Regions from separate parts of the Mus musculus genome. Here region 1 is linked to region 2. Evidence: chromatin contacts called from public capture Hi-C data. All regions are on one chromosome and are shown on one strand. The core of a region is the stretch at or near the end of the contact, and the rest is flanking DNA. Distances in the headings are between cores, read along the strand shown.

Region 1 (4,544 bases), core at 1,964-4,463, 750 kb after region 2:
AGCTTCAGTTGAAATGCCTCCATGAGATCCAACTGTAAGGCATTTTCTCAATTAGTGATCAAGGGGGAAAGGCCCCTTGTGGGTGGTGCCATCTCTGGGCTAGTAGTCTTGGGTTCTATAAGAGAGCAGGCTGAGCAAGCCAGGGGAGGCAAGCTAGTAAAGAACATTCCTCCATGGCTTCTGCATCAGCTCCTGCTCCCTGACCTGTTTGAGTTCCAGTCCTGACTTCCTTTGGTGATAAAGAGCAGTATGGAAGTGTAAGCCGAATAAACCCTTTCCTTCCCAACTTGCTTCTTGGTCATGATGTTTGTGCAGGAATAGAGACCTTGACTAAGATGGGGTGGGGGTGGGGTGTCTCTCATTGGACTGGACCTAACCAGTGATGTTAGGCTGGATGGCCAATAAACCCCTGGGAGCTCTTCTCTACATCCCCAGTGCTGGGGTTATAAGCATATGACCTCTCTCCCTCTCCCTCCCCCTCCCCCTCTCCCTCTCCCTCACCCTCCCCTCCCCCTCTTCCTCTCCCTCTCCCTCCCCCTCTCCCTCACACTCCCCCTCCCCTCCTCTCTCTCTGTCTCTCTGTCTCTCTGTCTCTCTCTCTCTCTCTCTCTCTCTCTGTCTCTCTCTCTCTGTGTCTCTCTCTCTCTGTCTCTGTCTGTGTGTGTGTGTGTGTGTGTGTGTGTGTGCACTAAGGGTTGAATTTAGGTCCTTATGCTTGCGTGGCAAGTTTTAGCTTGCAATTTCCTTATGGCTAAGGCTGTTGAATACTTTAAAAATAATTACTGGCTGTTTGTAGTTCTTGAGAACTGTTTTTTCAGTCCATTGATTCGTTTCCTAATGGGCAGTTTTGGATTTTTTGGTGTTTAGTTTTTGCTGTTCTTTAGTTGTTCTAGATATTAACCCCATATTAGGCATACTGGGGAAAGCTGTCTTTCCCACCCTGCAGGCTGTTTGCTCTGCTGGCAGGTCCTCTTGCTGTGCAGAAACATTTGAACACCACGTGATCCCAGTCTTGTGCTACTGGAGTTCTCCTCAAAGTTCTTGCCCTTATCTCTATCTTGAAGTATTCCTCATGTTTTCCTTTAGCTATTTAGGCGTTTACCGTTTTAAATCACGTTCTTTGGTTCGCACTGAACTGATTTTGCTAAAGGTAAGAGAGATGAATCTAAGCTGATTTTTCCGCCTGTGGAAATTCAGACTTGCAAGCACCGTTTATTTAATAGGTTATCTTATTTCAAGCACATTTTGGCAACTTTGTCAAAAATTAGGTGGCCACAGCCATGTGGGTTTATTTCTGGGTATTTATTTTCTCTATTATGTGTATATTTACCAAGGTATACATTCTATTCCATTAATATACTATCTTTGTCACTATGGCTCTGTAAATTGTGTTTGGTTTTGGAGACATGGTCTTACCGTGCAGCCCTGGTTGGCCTGGAACTTGTTATGTAGACCAAGTTGGCCTCAAACTCAGAAATTGTCTGCCTCTGCCTCTGCCTCCCAAGCACCACAACAACCTGCGAAGTACAATTTGACATCAGGTATTATGAGCCTTCTGGCACTGTGCTTTCTACTCCTAAAATTCCTATGGCTGTACTTCCATTTGAACTTTAGAATTGTTTTCTCTGACTTTGTGAAGAATGTCACTAGATTTTTGATAGGGATTACATTAAATCTATAGATTTGATAAATCTATAATGTAATAGATTTTGATAGTAGAGTCATGTTCATAATATTAAGTCTGCCACTCCAGGAAGTTTTTGACATAGTCTAGTGTCTTATCAATTTTTTTCCAGTGTGTTCATATTTTCATTTTAGGGGTCTTCCACCTCCCTGGTTAGGTATATTCCTTGATATTTTTGAAGCTATTGTGAATGGGATATTTGCCCTGATTTCTCAGCAAATGCGTGTGTAGCCAAATTAGTATATATACATAAAAATAATGTTGATTTTTACGTCCTAAAACGTCACCGAAAGAGGTCTAATATCCTTCTGTTGGAATCTGTGAAGTCTTTTAAGTATAGAATTATGTCATTTGCAAATAGGAATATTTTTACTTCTTTTCCATTTTTTAAAATCTGTTTTATCTATTTCTCTTGTTTTATTGCTTTGGCCAGAGTTTGAACATATTTTGTATAAGAATCGAAGGAATGGGTACCTTTGTCTCATTCTAGACTTTTAGAAAAAAATAAATGATGTTTTCTTTAGTATAACATTGGCTATGCCCATTGTATATAGCCTTTATTAGGTTGTGGTGTGCTCCATCAATTTCAACTTTCTTCGATGACTTATTCACGAAGACTCTTCTGAACTTTATCAAATGCATTTTCTGCGTCCATCAAGATGATCATAAGAGTTTTGTCTGTAGGTCTATTAGCATGCTGTTACATTTACTACCTTGCATATATTGAGTCAGTGTGGCATTGCTGGGATGAAACAAAGCTGCTCATGATGTATGATCTCGATGTGTTCTTGAGCTCAGTTTTCAAGCATTCTGTTAGCATTTATTTCAGGCGTTCATCAGATTGGTCTGTAGGGTTGTTGTTGTTGTTGTTGTTGTTGTTGTTGTTATGCTGTGATACCTGGTTTTGATGTCAGGGCAATGCTGACTTTATAGAATGAATATGGAAGTGCTCATTCTTGTTTCTGTTTTGTAGACCATTTCAAGAAGTGTTTTATATTTTCCTAAAATTCAGGAAGTAATCTCTTCACCCGTGGGACAGGCTATGCACAGACAGCCTGGTCTCCAGTTGAGCTGAGGTCTTGAACCCTGGTGGGACCCAATGGGTGGTAATTTCCACCTACATGGGATGGAAGGCATTCCGTCATGTCTCCTGGACCCCTGGCTCCTGTTGAAGTTACCACTCCCACAGGCCCCACAGGAGAGGCAGGTGGCTTTCAGTCATATAGGAACAGCACCAAGCCTTCCCACATGCAAATTTGAGGTTTCCCCCAAACTCTCAGTCCTAGCCAATGTAAGATACCTGCTGTCGAACCCTGAATCACCCCCAGAACTGTATATAAATCCATCCAGGAAATTAAAAGTACTCGAGAACTATTCCTTTGTCTGAGTCTTTTGTTCTAAGAGCTGTATGTAAACTTGGAAAGAGATCTTCTCTCCCGAAGAGCCACTGAGCTTCCCGCCACACTCCTCACTGGATAGTCGGCTCAGTTCAGAGCTGCTGGGAGTTACCAAGAGACCTGGAAGGCGTGGCAGAGACTTTGTCTTCCTGCCTGCACTCCCTTCCTTTTGCTGGAACCCTTGCACCTGGCCTGGACAGAGATATTCGTGGAAAACCACTGGTATCCAGGCCCACATTCACCCCTGAGTTCTTTTTCTGGGGAGATTTTTAACTACTACTCCAATCACATTGCTAGTTAGGAGTCTGTCTCAATTTTCTGGCTTTAGCTCTGGATGGTGTGGTGGTTTGAACATGAATGTCCCACCCAGGCCTTGATGTTTAAATGCCTGGATCCCCCTGGTGCTGCTGTTTGGCTAGATTCAGGTGTAGACTTGCTGGAGGAAGAATGGCACTGGGGATAGGCTTTGAAGTTTTAACAGCTCTGCGCCATTCAGTTTGCTCTTGACTTACTGTTTGCAGTCTGAAACATGAGCTCTCAGCTCCCTGTTTCCTGTTGCCCCGATTCCCAACCACAGTAGAGTCTTACCTTTCTGGTACTGTAAACGCAAATAATTTCTTTCTTCCATAAGTTGTTTTTGGTCATGGTCTTTGCTATGGCAATAGAAAACATACTCAAACCATTGGTCATGTGTTTAAATTTTTATGTTCCTAGGTTTTTCTAGCTCTTAGTTTGTAACCATATTCCCTTTTCTTTCTCCTTCCTTTCTTTCTCCCCAACCCCTTCTCTCATATACAGTGTATGTTGTACAGAGTTGTTCTACAAGACAAACAGCTGCCATCATGTGGGCTTCAGCTGTGCTAACTTGCAAAGGATTATCCCCACTGGGCTTGGTGACTGTTGATTCCCCTCATAGAAGGGCAGGGGTGGTCACCAGAACCTCAAATGAGTGTCTAGCTGCCCCCTTCTACCTGTTGTACATAACTCTGCTCTAATTACATGTCGCTAGAGTATACAGGCTGAGGATGACTGGGGAGAAGGGCTCCATCTATGTGGCTATGGAGAAGCCAATATTCCTCCTAGATTAAGACTGCCTGGTGTGGCATGGTGGGCACCCACAGTAAGTAACCCCTCACTGTGCTCTGTAAGCCCAATAAACTCATTGGCTTCTTAGTGTAATTGTACCTGTTTGTCATTGGAACCTTAGGAGGAAGGTGAGACATTGTTTGCATCACCCCAGGAAGACATCTCAGTAAAATATGTGAGGGGTATAAAGATATGGATGACCATGCACACACAAAGGACACAGCAAATACTGGGTAGCTTCCCCTATTGCTCCCTACTTTACTGGCTTGAGACAGGGTTTCTCAATGATCCTATGGTTAATGGTTTAAGCTAGACTGGCTGACCAATGAGCTCTCTGGACCTGCTTGTCTCTACAGCCCAATGGTGTTACCAGCATA
Region 2 (4,774 bases), core at 2,152-4,651:
TTTCTGACTTCTGATTCTAGAAAACTGAACTCATGGGGACAATCCACACCTTTGCTTTATTTTTGCTTTTTAATCCGGTAGTTTGAGTGGATTCCTGTTTCTTAGAGCTGAATGCTTCTTTGGGCAATCACTCATTTCAAACCCATCTCTGTCTATTTGAGGAAATACAGCTTCATCTCTGGGAGAAGTCCAGAGTAAGCATCAAAAGGCCTAGGTTTTAGACCTGTATTTTTACTAGCCCAGTCAATGAGTGCCATTAAATAATTTTCTCCACCTCCTAGTGACTCAGTCTTATAATGAGAATGAAAGGCATTCTATAAAGACGTAATTACCTTTGTATATACACTTTGTAGAAAGGTGTAAGATAAGGTATATCTGCCAATTGGGGTGTCAGCAGAGGACTGGGCAATAGGAAGGATTCTCAAGGGAACTGCTATCTAGGACCTCAGATAGCTACTTGAAAGTCCCACTGTCTGCCCTGCTCACTGCTCCTCTGATGGCATTAGGGATATTAGGGACTCACCTGTGACTAGAACGGAGAGAAAGTGGCCATGAATGTAGATTTCTGGTTTCTGGCTTCTGGCACAGCACTGGTAGGTCCCACTGTCTGATGGTGTAGCTTGTTCTATGGTGAACACCAACTGAGATGACTTTTCAGTGATGCCATCTGTCTCAGGATCCCTTTTAACCCTAAGCTGTTCTAAGTTGGTCTCAGGGGAACAGTTCCAAGGATTGTCTTTGCACCAGAAGAGTATTAGCCCCTCAGCTTCGTCTTTCTTGTGCCACAAAGTACAGGTGAGGTCCAGTCGCCCTCCTTTCTGGGATGCTGAGCTGGTGACATGAATACATCCTGGAACGGAATGCAGAAGTTACCTGTGGGAGGTCAGGGATCCTCAAGCCCACTTAGCTGGTCCCCGTCACTAGGATACAGTCTGACACTGGCAGATGCGAAACACAACTTTCTTTGCTTCTATGACAGTAAGGACACTGCCTGCCTCTTCTCCTGGGAAGTGAGAGTTAAGGGACCAGGTATGTACCGGTGGGGCCATGACAAATAAAACACGAGCACCATCTCAGTCATTTTTCAATGGCTGTGACAAAACACCATGATCAAGGCAACTTAGAGAAGAAAGTGCTTTTTCTGGGAGGGTTAGAGTCCATGATGTCAGAGCAGAAGCATGGTGGCATGAGCAGCTGAGAACTCACATCTCAAAGTGTGAGCAGGAGACAGCACAGTGAGAGTGGACAGAAGATTTTGATCCCTCAAGCCTGCACCCAGTGACACATCTCCAACAGAGTCATATGGCTCAATCCTTCCCAAGCAGCCACTACTGGGGAACAAGGATTCAATGCCCAAGATTTACTAGGACATTGCATTCACACCATCACAGCTCTGCTCTCAAATATGCAGCCCAGAGTAGAATTGGCAAAGTACTGCACTTTGTTCTATGGTGAACACTGAGATTTCAAGTCATGGTTCCTTGATAGAGGTGGAGGCAGAAGCAGTGTCCCAGGCCTGGAGGTGGTTGGGCGGGTGGGTGGGTAGGGGGAAGCCCTACACAGTGGGGAGAATGTGTTTGCCAGACCAAGGTTTGTTCCTGTGTGAACGGATGCAAACAGGTGCTCTGGAATGGCTTCCTACTTCAAGGAGAAAAACTGGTTGTACATCAGAAAGTCAAGATGGGAGAGAGAAGGGATGGGGGTAAGGGGGCAACGTTAGTGTTAGACTACTTCCTGTTAGACTACTTCCTGTTAGACTACTTCTTGTTGATTAGGGCTGTTGAGATCCTTGGGGCAAGTTTGCTCTTCCCGGGCAGGATATCTAATTTCTTCTTGTTTCTTCTTTGCACACTAATACTACTACTTAATAAACTGTGGTCATCAGGCAACAACCCACTCCATCTCTCGAGGCTCTAGCATTTATGTACCCTCTGTAAAGTCCCAGAATTCCAAATGTCACACAATCACAGAAACTATCTGCAGCTGGAAAAATCATGCCCTTGCTTGAGCATGAGGCAAATCATAGTCAGCTGCTGCAGACAGTCCGAAGCAGCCTCGTGTTCCACACCTGGGATTTAAATGAAAGCATATTCTTGTAATATTTTTTTTATTTTTATTTTTTTGTTTTTCGACACAGGGTTTCTCTGGGTAGCCTTGGCTGTCCTGGAACTCACTCTGTAGACCAGGTTGGCCTCAAACTTAGGAACTCGCCTGCCTCTGTCTCCAGAATGCTGGGATTAAAGGCATGCACCACCACGCCCGGCTTATATTCTTGTAATATTTCTGTGTTTTTCAAAGAAGCCAAAATTCTCACTACAGGAAGGCTGTATTGGAATCTACAGGAAGTAAGGACAGAAAAGAAATGGCGTGAGCGGGGGATGATGCTCCAGGAAGGTGGAACAGGGATCAGACATGACAGGAGAGGTCCTCAAGCAGCTTTTCAAGCCAAAGATCAGAAGCAGTAAAGAGTTGCCTTGGTCATGGTGTCTGTTCACAGCAGAAAAACCCTAACTGAGACAACAATAGGTTTCCAAAGATAGATTTGAAAACATACACATTCTCAGAAAATTTATATTCTAATTATTTTGTCCAGGAGTCAGATGTTTTTATTTCCCATTCACGTTGTCAGAGTTGGCACAGATTGTAGAGGAAGGAGTCAGTCATGGGAGTGCCCCAGTCTCTGCCCATAAAAGCTTAAACCCCTCCTACACCAAGGTCAAAAACAGGTTGGTTGTGAGGAGCACTGCCTGGATGACTCCAAGCTCTGTCCTTACACCATGACAGATACACACCAAAGACTATATATTCTTAAAGATTTCTCAGGAAGCTGGCCTGCCTGCCTGCCTGCCTTCCTTCTTTCCTTCCTTCCTTCCTTCCTTCCTTCCTTCCTTCCTTCCTTCCTTCCTTCCTTCCTTCCTCCCTCCCTCCCTCCCTCCCTCCCTCCCTGCCTCCCTGCCTGCCTGCCTTCCTTCCTTCCTTCCTTCCTTCCTTCCTTCCTTCCTTCCTTCCTTCCTTTTTTTGAAGTTTACAGGCCCCATGACCTGAAGGCACAGATGGGTCTAACTCTCTTCTCTCACAGGCTGTACTTCCCAGACACTGTAGAGTGTCAGGGTAAGGCAGGCAGAGAGTGCAGCATTCCTGACACACTGAGCTTATTTAAATGTAGATCTGTGAGACCCTCAAGGCTCCAGGGTAGCTCCTGCCCCCAGACATCTCTAGTGGCTGCAATTGCCATTTCCAGCCCATCAAGACAGGTGAATGGCCAGGCCCCGCCCTACAGGGAAAAAAAAAAAGCCCACAATCAGGCTACAAAATCCCACCAATCCCTGAGCTTGCCCCAAGATCAGGCCACAGAATCCCACCAATGTCGGGGCACCCTGGAAAGCTCCCCCTCTCCCAAGAAACCCTACATGAAGCCTGCCTCCTGCTTAGTTCTTTGCTGCTTCTTTCTCCAGCAGAGGGACACCATAAACTCTCCCAACGAAACTCTTGTGTGAGGTGTGTTGTGTGGTGTGACTTTGTGAAATGCCTTGGCTCCCGACTGCCAGGGTACCTTCCCCCTCACAACTGTAACACTTACAAATCTTATCTATAACCACAAAATTAAACAATTACTATCAAATTATACCGTTACTATAATCTAGAGAGCTTAGGGGTTCCTTCACATGTCTGGAAGAATCAGGGATCTTCACAGATAAATGAAAACATGCGTGGGGAACATCCTTCCCCTGAGCCCAGGGTTCTCCATGGCTCTCTGCCCCGGGATCTGTCCTCACCACCATGTTGGAAGTTCACAATTGCCAGCAGGATGGCCAGGGCACAGCAGCTTTGGCCAGGGGCCATCAGGATTCTTTGCATGCTGTTGTCAGCCCCAGGAATTTCACGGAAATGTTGACTTTGCTGGTCTGTGGCTGCACACTCCTGAAAAGCACAGGAGAAACTCATTAGGTGAAGGCTTCCAGGCCTCTGTGGCCAGCTCCCTGTTTTAGGTACTTGTTGGGTTTGCTCAAAGTGTGGTGGAGATGAAGAGAACTTCAGGGTAAAGCTGAAGGGAGACATAGAAAAAGATCTAGCAAAGCAGAAGTGGAGAGAAGAATCAGGGGCTGGGGGCTGGGCAGAGAGACTTTGCCTATTTTTCCTGGGCTCCTTTGGTGAATAGCCCGTGTTATATACATATGTGTGTATATATGTGTGTATATACATACATTTATGCATATATATATATATATATATATATGAATACGCATGTAAATACATGTGGCAAAGTATAATATGTAGAAAGGAGAACAGGAAAACAATTAGGGGAAGGACTGAATTCAGGTGAAGGGCACTTGTATCATGAAAGAAGATATGAAGCTAATTTTGTTCTAGTTTCAACTCTATAGTGGATATCTCGGTGATTCCTAAGAACTAAAAACCATATTGGATAGTGAAGGAGTAAAATCTGACATGCAGTCTCACAGCTTCAGAATGGCTGTCCTGGCTGTATAGAAGTTTACTGCGATAAATAGACTTTGAGTTGGGCTAGTTTTAGTGTGTGATTTTTTTTTCCTATTTGCAAAGTCTTTACGATGAAGTTTTAATTTAAAAAAGTTGCTTAGTTTCCGATTTTGTTTCCATAAGGTTTCCCTCAGGCTGAGCTTATTCTCTCCTAATATTTATATTACTGTTATTTATATTTTTATATTCTAGTCTCTGTTATGCAAAATTATGTCCACACTTTAAAAAGCATTCAAACAAAAGAAACAAAACAACAGGACACCGATTTGATACA

What was found. Capture Hi-C pulls out chosen DNA fragments and counts their contacts.
Region 1: a contact with region 2 is called in a capture Hi-C map of embryonic stem cells, with 4 times the contacts expected there. The contact joins two enhancer-like sites. A contact is called at or near these places in 2 of 115 datasets of contacts at active chromatin or transcription factors (both in embryonic stem cells) and 1 of 9 other capture datasets (embryonic stem cells).

The regions. Positions count from the first base shown.
Region 1 is chr3:97,552,413-97,556,956 of GRCm38.p6, forward strand. The region is part of intron 2 of Gm40102 (a long non-coding RNA gene); the gene reads left to right. Among named protein-coding and RNA genes, the nearest start is that of Gm40102, 8.4 kb to the left of the region's middle. Within about 2 kb of position 3,214, at least 3 of the 459 cell types and tissues checked have an H3K27ac peak or open chromatin away from gene starts, as enhancers often do. A contact at or near this core is called in embryonic stem cells, where this site is marked.
Region 2 is chr3:96,805,015-96,809,788 of GRCm38.p6, forward strand. Cd160 (CD160 antigen) reads right to left here. Exons shown (of 5, transcript NM_018767.3): 2 at 3,777-3,921; 3 at 524-850. The coding sequence starts at 3,858. Among named protein-coding and RNA genes, the nearest start is that of Cd160, 7.1 kb to the right of the region's middle. Within about 2 kb of position 3,402, at least 15 of the 459 cell types and tissues checked have an H3K27ac peak or open chromatin away from gene starts, as enhancers often do. A contact at or near this core is called in embryonic stem cells, where this site is marked.